Regions from separate parts of the Gasterosteus aculeatus genome. Here region 2 is linked to region 1. A link is a contact called in public Hi-C data. All regions are on one chromosome and are shown on one strand. The core of a region is the stretch at or near the end of the contact, and the rest is flanking DNA. Distances in the headings are between cores, read along the strand shown.

Region 1 (5,238 bases), core at 1,339-3,838:
ACACACACACACACACACAATGTTGGGGAAAATAGCCTCTCTTCTGTTCACTGTTCACTCATCTAAACTTCCTTAAATGGATTTAATAGGAAATATTCTGAGATGGGATTATGCATCTCCTCCAAGTAAAAGCTCAAATCAAATCAGACTGCAGTGGAATGAGACGCCGGCGTAGCGATGACAAACACAGCCTCTTCATCTTTTTTTTTTGAAGCATAAATGTGAATAACGCAAAAGCTGCCAGGTCTGTTAAAAGCACATAATTAACTCTTTGTTAATACCTTGAAATGCTCATTCAGGATTTTACAGGTTCTTTGTGCGTCGCATTCAACCTCAAGCGAGAAGCATGTGAGCGGGCTCGTATCACGCAGGATCAGCGTTCGACCCCACTAACGGGAGCGAACCCCCCCGCCGGGGTCCCATGACCTGTTGAGAGGCCTGAAACCACACGAGTGGGGAACAGACTTTACAGCCACACATGGGGGGGGGATGATAGACCAGCGTCTCCCCCACAATTCAATTACGGGGGCGCACGAACCCTAACCTGGGAGGTGGGGGGGTGCTAAGCTGTGTCCACACACCTTTGGCAACAGTCAAGGCGGTAGTCAGCAAGTAAGCGGTAAAACGAACCGGTCCGTTCTCATGATCCACACGCATAAATGTATACGACTAAAAACGGCCGCCGTGAAATTGAGCTGTTCGGTGCGCTCGTGTTCTTATCCTTCGGGGTTCGGCTCGTGGAATGAAAGTCGAGAAACCGGCCAACACACCAAAAGACTTCAGGTGAGAACGCTGCAGCGACCAGCTGGGTGTGTCGGGGCTTTCCAAACACACACACACACACACACATACTTTATGGCATATGGCGCCGTAACACATTTGGCACCAAAACTAAATAGTAAAAGGTCTGAATTACAATAGAGACCTCGGCTCCCACGAGAGGATGCTGACAGCATCTTCCTCTCCCTCTCTCTCTCTCACAAGACACCTGTGTTTGCAAAGAAATATATATGGGGGTAAATCAACGGCATTGGCGTGCGATGACCATTTAATCAGCTGACGCCACGCACACGCCAATTGGTCGACGAACGAGCCGCAGAGCGGAGTGCCGGCCTCATCTTTGGCCCACAACAAATGAGTGTCTGTGTCTCCGGAGAAAGAGCGATCCAGGCAATGTCTGTCTAGACACTGATGCATTAGAGGCGTGTGCGGGTCCATCCATGTGCACGGGAGCTGTGGGGACAACACAGCCCAGCTGTAATTAGCTAATGTCGCTAGCAGGCTCAGCGCGACGCTCGATGAATGAGAATAAAGGGAAGTTCAGCGCGAGGTCGCGAGTTCAGCGAGTGGCGGCAACTTTTACAGCACACGACACACACACACACGCACACGGTTGTTGGGCGAACGGCTCAGAGAGGGAGGGGGGAAAAGTTTTTTCTTTTATTCTCACTTTTTCAGGGGGGGTATTTCAGGGTGGGAGGCGCCCCCCGTTTTAATGGTAGGGGAAACACTGCAGTCACACACTGATAATACTTTTGCTGAGACACACATGCATGGACAATAAGCTCGTAAGTCGTATGTCGGTAGATTCTATCTTGGTATAACGACTCACTACTCATGTCATCACGTGATCACAGCGCACAAACATGCGGGGAGCTTAATTTGTTTTAATTTGTTTTATTATCAAAACACAAACATTGAAAAAAAGTGTGGGAAATAAGTGCAGCGCACTTTCGGCCCACCGGGGATGAATAATTAATGTTACAGTGCCGCGTTGTCTGCCCAGAGAATCGCTTCGGTTGCCGCTGTTTGCATCGTATGCAAATTCACCCCAAAGTGTTTATTGGTTGGTCCCGCTTTCATCGTGCTGCCATTGGGCTTCGACTGAAACCCGCTGTGCATCCGTGCGCTGCATAATGACAGCGGACAATCCCAGAATCCTTGGACCCGGTTTTTGTTGCCGTGGCAGCAACAGGGGCCTGCCACGGTAAAACTATTGATACCACAAGAATGAAAGTTCCATTTGAGATTGATGTGACACGATGACCAGACTAGAGGTCAGAGCTCCATTTAGGCCTTTAGTCAACTCTGGTCTCTTTTAGTTAAGTGAGACATCCTGGAGGAGGGAGTGGACATGCGCAAGCTGAGCAACTAGCACGCACTGAGAAAATAAGTCCCTGGACAGAGAGCATAGAGAGCGGCTGCAAGGTCAAAAGGTGACAACAGGACAAACGTGGGGAAGAGAGAGAAAGATGGAGACTCGTTGCGTCCCTCCGCCTCCCTCCCCTTCCGCAGCCGTCGCTCCTTACAGTCTCTGCAAACATTATGCTAATGTGTGCGCCGCCGCCACGCGGCACGCTCTAATGTCATGTTGCCGCTAACAGTAAGCAGTAATCATATTTAAGGAGTATGGGTGGGGGACTCAAACAAGGGTCTTTATTATCCTGCGATGCCTAATCCGATAAGCTGTCATCACTTCACTCTGCAGCGATGCTTTTCGAAAAAAGAGGGAACGCACTCTGCAGCAAAGGATTGTGGGTGAGGAGAGAGAGAAAGAGAGAGCTCCAGTGAGACTAAAGTCTCTCTCTCTCTCTCTTCTGAGCGCAGACAAATCTGGATTTAGCCCTCTATTGTGCCTGCCGGGTTGTGGGTAATTAAATGTAGCTGATAATTTGATCTTTTTGTCTTCCGTCTTTTCTTCCCGTTCTCTCTGCCGCCGTGGGAGAATACACTGTGTGTGTCTGTGTGTGTGCGTGTGTGTGTGTGTGCTCGTGTTTGTGTGGGTGAGATCAGACTCGTGATGCCATGAAAGACTCTGCTCTCCTTCAAGACGTCTTCCAATTAGAAGGTTAAACAAAGGAATGTGTTGAATAGCAGCTTCACCCCGGAGAACGCAAGAAGAAAAAGTGAGGGAGACGCAGGTTGACCCAACACACACACACGCACACACACACACGCACACACTACACATAATGGCTGCATTGTCCGATTTGCAGTGTCCCGTCTGTTTTGAATGATTTTATTGCTCCATGTTATGAATTTAACAACTCTCAGATTTATTATAGGTATCAGTTAATATATATATATACTGCTGTGTAATAGTTTTAAAGCCCAGTAATTCATCAGCAAAGAGTGCTTTTACTGTAACAACTCGTGTCTGTTTAATCTTTTCCCATATTTTATTGATCGCTATGGCAACGTATTCCCTAATAAACACCCATGTGAGGGACTGGAGTGGACGCGTAGCCGTCGCCGTGGAGAGGGATGAGAACATGGAGAGAGCAGACAGGAAGCAATCAATCAAATGGCCCTCCCTGTAGCACATCCCGCCCTCCCTTTCTTTCTTTATTAAACTTCCTCTGCGTTGACCTTCGACCTCGCCGTTCCCAGCGCCCCATGAGCTCTAAAAGTGAGGCGTTTTAACTTCTAAAGCCCGCCGACTGGCGCTCGCCCCGAGGCTGACTGACAAAATGTTTCTCTGTGCTTTCTTTTTCTCCCTTTCTTCTTGGAAATAAACAACTCTGACCTGGGAGCGACAGCGGCAGATTAAAGGGTTCAATCCAAGTAAACAATAGGAGGTAGAGAAATAACAACTTCGTATATACTGTATGTAATCATAAATAAACACACCGCAGTCCTCCATTGGCTCGTAGTCAAAGCAACCTTTCCCCGGTTTCACGTGCTCTGCTGTCTAATGCCCGCTGCAAACTATTTAAAAGACCACGCATAACAACACACTACACTGATTTATAAAATCTGTGCTCACCACGCGCACACAAGACAACTCACTCACGATGAACCGTTTCAGAGCTGTGTCTCCAGGGACTTGAACCTATAACCTAAAGCATTCGACCAGCTCGTCATCTGTTCCTACTGACCAGCAGACAGATGCTCTCCTCCTGCTTCTGGAAGCCACGTTTCTGCTCTACAAAACCTTCCTGCCACCTCTGTCTCTCTCTGGGGCCTTGGCAGGTTTCAACATCAGGAATCAGCGACATTTATTACCAAAATATGTCAGACATACATGGAATTTGACTTAGTGCATAACATTGGGCAGCAAGACAATGGACAGATAAGACAACATATTGCAGGAGGAATTTAAATAAAAAATAAAAAGACATTCCATTACTCCAGAGGATTTAGAAATCCTGGGAACCGGTCGGCAAAACATTGAAACTCACACAACGGCGGCATTTTGGCAGATTGTCGAGGAGAACCAGACCCAAAATGTGTCCAATTACCCCGAAGGCTGGGCCAGTATGAAATAATGAAACACTAACACAGACGATGGGTGGTCTTGGGTAACTGGTATCATGGAGCCAGTTATTAACTGACTCAGGTTTCAGGCTTCCTCTCCGAGTGGTTCATGGGAAAAGGGCGGAGTTTCTGTTTTACAAGCCAATCACATGCAAGACACACATCACATAAAATGTTGAAATATTGCACAGCTTTGTTGGTCTGTGTTATTCATTACTATGAAGGCAGCTATAATAATAATGTTACATGTTGACATGTTGTTGATATATGTTATATCAACATGTGCTGCATTTGAGTCCAAGTAAAAAACATAGTCATATCCAAGAAATAATTTAGATAAACGCTGGACAGAAATATGGCAATCACATTTATGCGTGTGGCACTTTAAATACCTTCTAGAGGGTACTGTGGAAAACAAAATGATTATCTGTAACCAGATTATCCATTTGTCTTCCAAAATGACATTTCCATTAGTCTAATTTGTGTCACATTGAACTATAGTAAATAAGTGATAGTAAAGTCTAGTGGAGAACCTTTGACCCTCCAGTTCAAGCAGCTCGCCATCGTTTCCAAACATACTCAATCCTTTGGGAGACAAAAGCTGACATTGTGTTGGTGCACCGAGGTCAACGCTAACAACATCGGCAGCGCCTGCCGATATGCCAACCCCAAGAATGTAAACACACAAACCGCAAATTACCACAAATTATTGGATTGAATTGTTCTCCAGAAGTTATATAATATGTTGGATGTGATCGTTTCTGTTCTTAACTACAGCCCTCTGGAGCAACACGAGTGCTCTCGTCCTTTGACTAGTGGCCGTGGTGTGGGACGTCCCGTACGGCTGTAATGACGCCACGGATTTCTGGTATACGGAGCACGTGCTCCAGCATTTCATAAGCAATTTGACCCAAAGCATCTTGGTGCTGCCAGTTGTATGTTAAACACACAGCAGCATAAAGGACACGCCTCAGGAGGCCG
Region 2 (5,238 bases), core at 1,777-4,276, 59 kb after region 1:
AATTGAGAAAAAATCACGACAGGTCACCACGCATGCGCAGTTTTTCACATTGACTTGGCTTTTAGCGTCGCCGATGTCCCCGTTGGCCGGTCCACGGGAGGTCCATCGCCAAGACTTGGACGATTGAAAAGTAGCTGAAAAAGTGTGGCCACTCCTGATTAAAATGGTCTTTTTACAGTATAGCAGAGCATAGAGAATATGCTTCAGGACGGGCTCACTGTGATTGACTGGTCGCTGCCTCGATGGAGGAGAAACCATTCACAAACACTGTTCTACCCTTCTTAAGTCTGAGCTAATTAGATTGCCTTCCAAGAGCAGTTAAAACAACTAGTGTTGTCTGAGGGATTAAACCTGGTATTTTGCCATTTAATATGAATTTACTTGGCAGTCTGTAGTCAGCCTCTATAGGCGAGAGTGTGGCTCCAACACTGCTCGGCCATGCAGCATTTCAACGCACTGAATAAATGAATAAAAACAACTCCTCCTTCCTCGGCCAAATGGCCGTTTCATTATATCCACGGCCACGTTGGAAGGACCCTTGTCGTGGGGGGTGTTTCTCAAATGGGAATCAGTTCAAACTGCTTTCAATCTGGTTTATTGGCTTTCTATTGCCACCCCTCCTCCTCCGTTTATCCATCACAGTCACTTGAGGTATGAAGCGGCTCAAAGCAAACAGAACCGCTGGGTGCGTCCCGGTCGCCGGCGGCTCTCAGCTCGGCTGGGGCCTGAGCCACTGACACGACACCGGGCGGAACCGCCCACCCATCCGTGCAAGTGTTTGCCCAAAACCGGAGACGGAGTCTACTCTCACTTGTGATGCGTTGCCGAGGAAGCTCCAGAAGGAGGAGACTTGGGGCGACAGTGAACTCAGATTGAGGCCGTTTATCTTAATACCCCCCCTCATAAAAAGTCGGACCTTGCAGTAATTTATGCATCAGTCGATCCCGGAACATCAGAAAAACACCACAGAAGATCTGGTCACTGTAGAACTTGCTTTAAATATGACTGAACCCTGGTTACAGGGTACAAAGGTGAAAACATAGAGAGCGCGAAGAAAAGATAACCCGCCAGAAGAAATTAAAAATAAAAGACTTTGAGAACAAACCGTGTCACGAGGTTACAGGCAGGCGAACACACGCAGCACGTGTCAGCGGGTACAACAGGAACCAGTATGTTCTACCGTTGTCATCGTGTCACTTTAACCAGGCGGGCAGTCAGTCAGCTCGGATGTCACGCCGCAGCCCCAAAGTGGAGGTGATGTTCAGGGTTTCATCCTTATCAACGAGCCCCAGCACAGGCACATCATGACACAGGCGCTCAACAGAGTGTGGGGGGGGGGGCGGATTTCTTACCCCCTCCACACGTCTCTAGCTCCCACATCGTTTCTCTCTCTCACACACACACACGCACACACACACACACACACACACACACACACACACACACACACACACACACACACACACACACACACACACACACACACACACACACACACACACACACACACACACACACACACACACACACACACACACACACACACACACGCGCGCGCATTATTGCGGGGTTCAGAGAGAGGAGAGAGATAAGAAGGGAGAGAGAAGCAGATGAGAGGAGATTCTGAACATGCAAAAGGAACACTCTTTCATCTCACACACACACACACACAACCTGGTGAGATTTCTTTCAATGTGCTTTGGCAGTCAAACCGGTGGCTTGGTGCCCGTAGTCTCTCAGAATCAGCCCGTCTGCCTCACCTACGCATATCACGTCAAAAATGCATAAGGTGACACAAAACTGTCAGGGCATGTTGATGTGAATCCAAAGCGATCTGTGTGTGTGTGTGTGTGTGTGTGTGTGTGTTTGTGTCTGTGTGTTGATGAGTAGGTGGGTTGGTGAGGAGCACGCGCACACACACGCCCAAGCTACATGCACTCACACGCGGGTCAAGCACTAACGTTACATGCACCAATAGACACATTCAAAGATGTGCATGTTGCATCTGAACAAGCACACTGGTACCAACTTGCACACACACACACACACGCGCGCGCACACCATGACACATTAGGACCGCTTACATGCACCAATATACACGCACAAGCACACGCGCAACTGGCGCAAAGAGTGCGTTCAAGTTTAAATCGCGTCTCCGGCGCAGATGCAGCGTTGCTCACATGGACACCGGGTTTAATCAAATGCGTCTTGGCTAACGATCCTACACCTGCTCCTCTGGCACTGCCGCGATGTGACATGCACCAAACACACCAAGCAGTAAAGCTCAGGCACGCGGGAGATCATAAAAACACCCCCCCCGCGGAGACACAAACAGCCTATTCATGCGGCCGCTTGTGCCTCCACAATGCGCAGTTCCTTTCCTGTGAGGAACTGCGATCCGTCACCGTCACACAACTTGGCCAATTCCAAGTAAACAACAAAAAAACGACATTTTGGAGCTGGTGTTCATGCGCAAACCTCCTCGTGCGTGCGGCTGCTTCCGTGCGCAAAACAAGCCTTGCGATGTTTCCAAGCACAAAGGTGAAATAAAAGAGAACGTCTACAGAAAGCCCCATTTCTCCCGCAGCCGCAGACCCGCTCCGCGTGTGCTCGTGACACCGCAGAGAGACACCGGTGGACGGGATGGAGAGGGAAGGGTCGGAGGAGGAGGAGGAGGAGGAGAGCAGGAATGTCACCGACATTTCGGATAAGGGACGAATTCTCTTCTTTTTTTTTCCCAAAATGACAAGCAACCACGAACCAAAAAAAGTTTGCCTGTACTTACTGCTCAAACCGCCCTTCGCGTTCGCCCTCCTTGGCATGTTTTGTCTTTTTAAGATGTCAGAGTTGCGGCAGAAGACATTTCCATTCCCGGCGGGCTTGTCAGAGAGCAGCGGCAGCAGCAGCAGCAGCAGCAGCACCGGTGTCCAGGCTCAGCTCTGCAGTTCCGTGCGCGCAGGACAGCAGCGATCAGCATGAATGAGGGGAGAGCTGCGGGTAGACGCCGGCATCCCCTGGTAGAGGGAATGAGAGAGAGAGAGAGACAGGGAGGGAGGGAGAGAGAGGCGGGGAGGTTAGTGACATGAGTGCGCCCCCTGGCGGTGGATGGTGGAGCGGCGGGTCGCCACACGCACCGCGCGGTGGCGCGCGTAGGTGGCGGCATCGGGCCCGAGGAGGGTCTCTCGCCGTGTGTTGGAGTCTTTGTCACACCGCTGATGGAAGGCGGCTCCTGTCGAGCCCGATGGGTCTCTGTTGTCATCGTATAACGCACGCAGAGTGGCACTGTCCTGGTTTTAGGCCTCTTATTTCGTGATGTTTGTGAATGTGTTTATTCACCCAAAATTGAAGCAACGTTCTGATAAAATATGTAACAAGGTTGTGGGTAAACTGAAACAAATGTTATTTCTATAAGGCAATGGGAACTTGACATGGATGAAATAGAGCTGAACAGACTTGAGCGACCACAAATATAAAGAATCGCAGATTGGACCGTTTTTTTTTTAAATAAAAAGGTGTAACACAACCAACTAAACTATCAATAAAACCGATCAGCAAAGTGTGTGTGGTGTTCTCTGATCTGATCAGTTACTCACGTTTACTCGCGTTGGAGCGGATTAAATGTACGTTTCCCGAAATCATTGCAAAGGGGAAAAGGGAGACTTCTGGGGAGATGCTTTGTACAACCGTAGAAAAGGACAAATACGAGGTGAGGTTATAGACCGGCCTTCAGAGGTCTGCTTTGACCTGCACATTGTTTTCTGCCTCAGCCGGACACGATGCTTCTCAAGTAGCAGCACCTTTGGCACTCGTACCTCAAATAATTATCAATTACAATAATGTAAGGCAAACTTGACAAAGTCTAATTGTACAAAAGTTGACTGAATGTGCGGGCTGTGAATATATGCTTATTCAACACTGCATTAACAGTTCATTTGTTGTTGTGGTGCAGTGAAGAAGCTCTGATAATAGCGCCGCATGCTAACGTTAAAGCCACCAGAGAGCAAACAAAGCTGGGAGTTAGCTAGAAACATAGAGGAGCATTTAATTGCTAAAAGGGCAAAAGCATTTCTCAAAGGAGTTGGTGGAGAGGAAAAAAAAAAAGAATTAGGAATAAATATTGAATTTAGTATGGAAACAAAAACTCCCGTTGGATGCTAAAGCTGCTTCATGGCAACTAGTTCTGTAACGTTAGCGTTAAATGAAGTTAGCCAACGCGTTAGCTAACATAACTCAATACACTTCACTTTATTGAGTTAATGCAACTCCTTGGTCCCCTTGTGGCCAAAATATCAAAAAGTAACTGGTTTAGTATTGTTTTACTAAACTACATACCACAAGCTCCCGACATTATTTGTTATATTGGACCATTTCCCCAAAACTATCATACCTTGTCAGTGGGTCTGATGAAGGTAATCAACGCAGCTGCAGAATCGTCGCAGACTGAGCGCATTTCAGGAAGCTCTTCGTTTTTGGGAGTTGGTGCACATTCACCATTTTTACACCAAGTAACAACTCTTTTCATGTCAAATATTTGGCCACAGCCATGTTTCTGTCCATGTCTCTCCATTCGGATTAAATCCTCAGCACCGCAGCATATCATGACTCATCAATTAACAGGGACTGGATTCCATTTAGCTCCTTCAGTGTCATGATCCTGGCAATCACCACTGGGAAATTTGAATTGAATGTAGCCTTGATGTCATCACACAGATCTGAACACAAAATCGTAAGTAAGAAAAGTTGTTGTTCACAAATGCACAATATAACTGGTTAAATCAAAACCATCTCTGGCTGTGGAACTTCCACTGTAACCCTTTAAAACCCAACAGGGGACTCTGGGAACAGGGGAAACATGTTGATGTGCACCATGAAGGACGATGCAATGTTGGTGTTTGTTCAAGCGCCATCATTTCTTCTCATGTGCAGGACTGGCGTTTATCCTGGGCCTCTGCTATGACCTTTGCGGTCTCCTGGTGCATAATAAATGATGATATTCCAGCCCATATTAGTGATGACTAGAGAGTTTTCATATGGGGCAATGGGGTGTCGGGTTTCCCGCAGAGGCAGAGGATGCGGTTATGTATATATAATCCTGCGCTGCTCACATTACTGTGTTTGTGCATTTGTGTGTGTGAACATCCTTTCCGCTAATGCTGCATTAAATTTGCCTGAGAAATCGGAAGTCTGAGCTGGGAATGACGTCACACCTGGGTCAATCGCATTCCAGTCCAACAAGTT

The links. A called contact is a pair of places that touch in the nucleus more often than the background predicts.
Region 2: a contact with region 1 is called in a Hi-C map of skeletal muscle, with 3 times the contacts expected there. The contact joins the promoter of LOC120829387 here to the enhancer-like site in region 1. A contact is called at or near these places in 2 of 6 Hi-C or Micro-C datasets (both in skeletal muscle).

What each region holds. Positions count from the first base shown.
Region 1 is chr2:17,316,648-17,321,885 of fGasAcu3.hap1.1, forward strand. The region is part of intron 3 of LOC120829387 (plexin-A1); the gene reads right to left. Among protein-coding and RNA genes, the nearest start is that of LOC120829387, 59 kb to the right of the region's middle. Within about 2 kb of position 2,589, at least 1 of the 9 cell types and tissues checked has open chromatin away from gene starts, as enhancers often do.
Region 2 is chr2:17,375,119-17,380,356 of fGasAcu3.hap1.1, forward strand. It overlaps LOC120829387 (plexin-A1), which reads right to left and starts at 3,027. Exons shown (of 33, transcript XM_078085495.1): 1 at 2,786-3,027.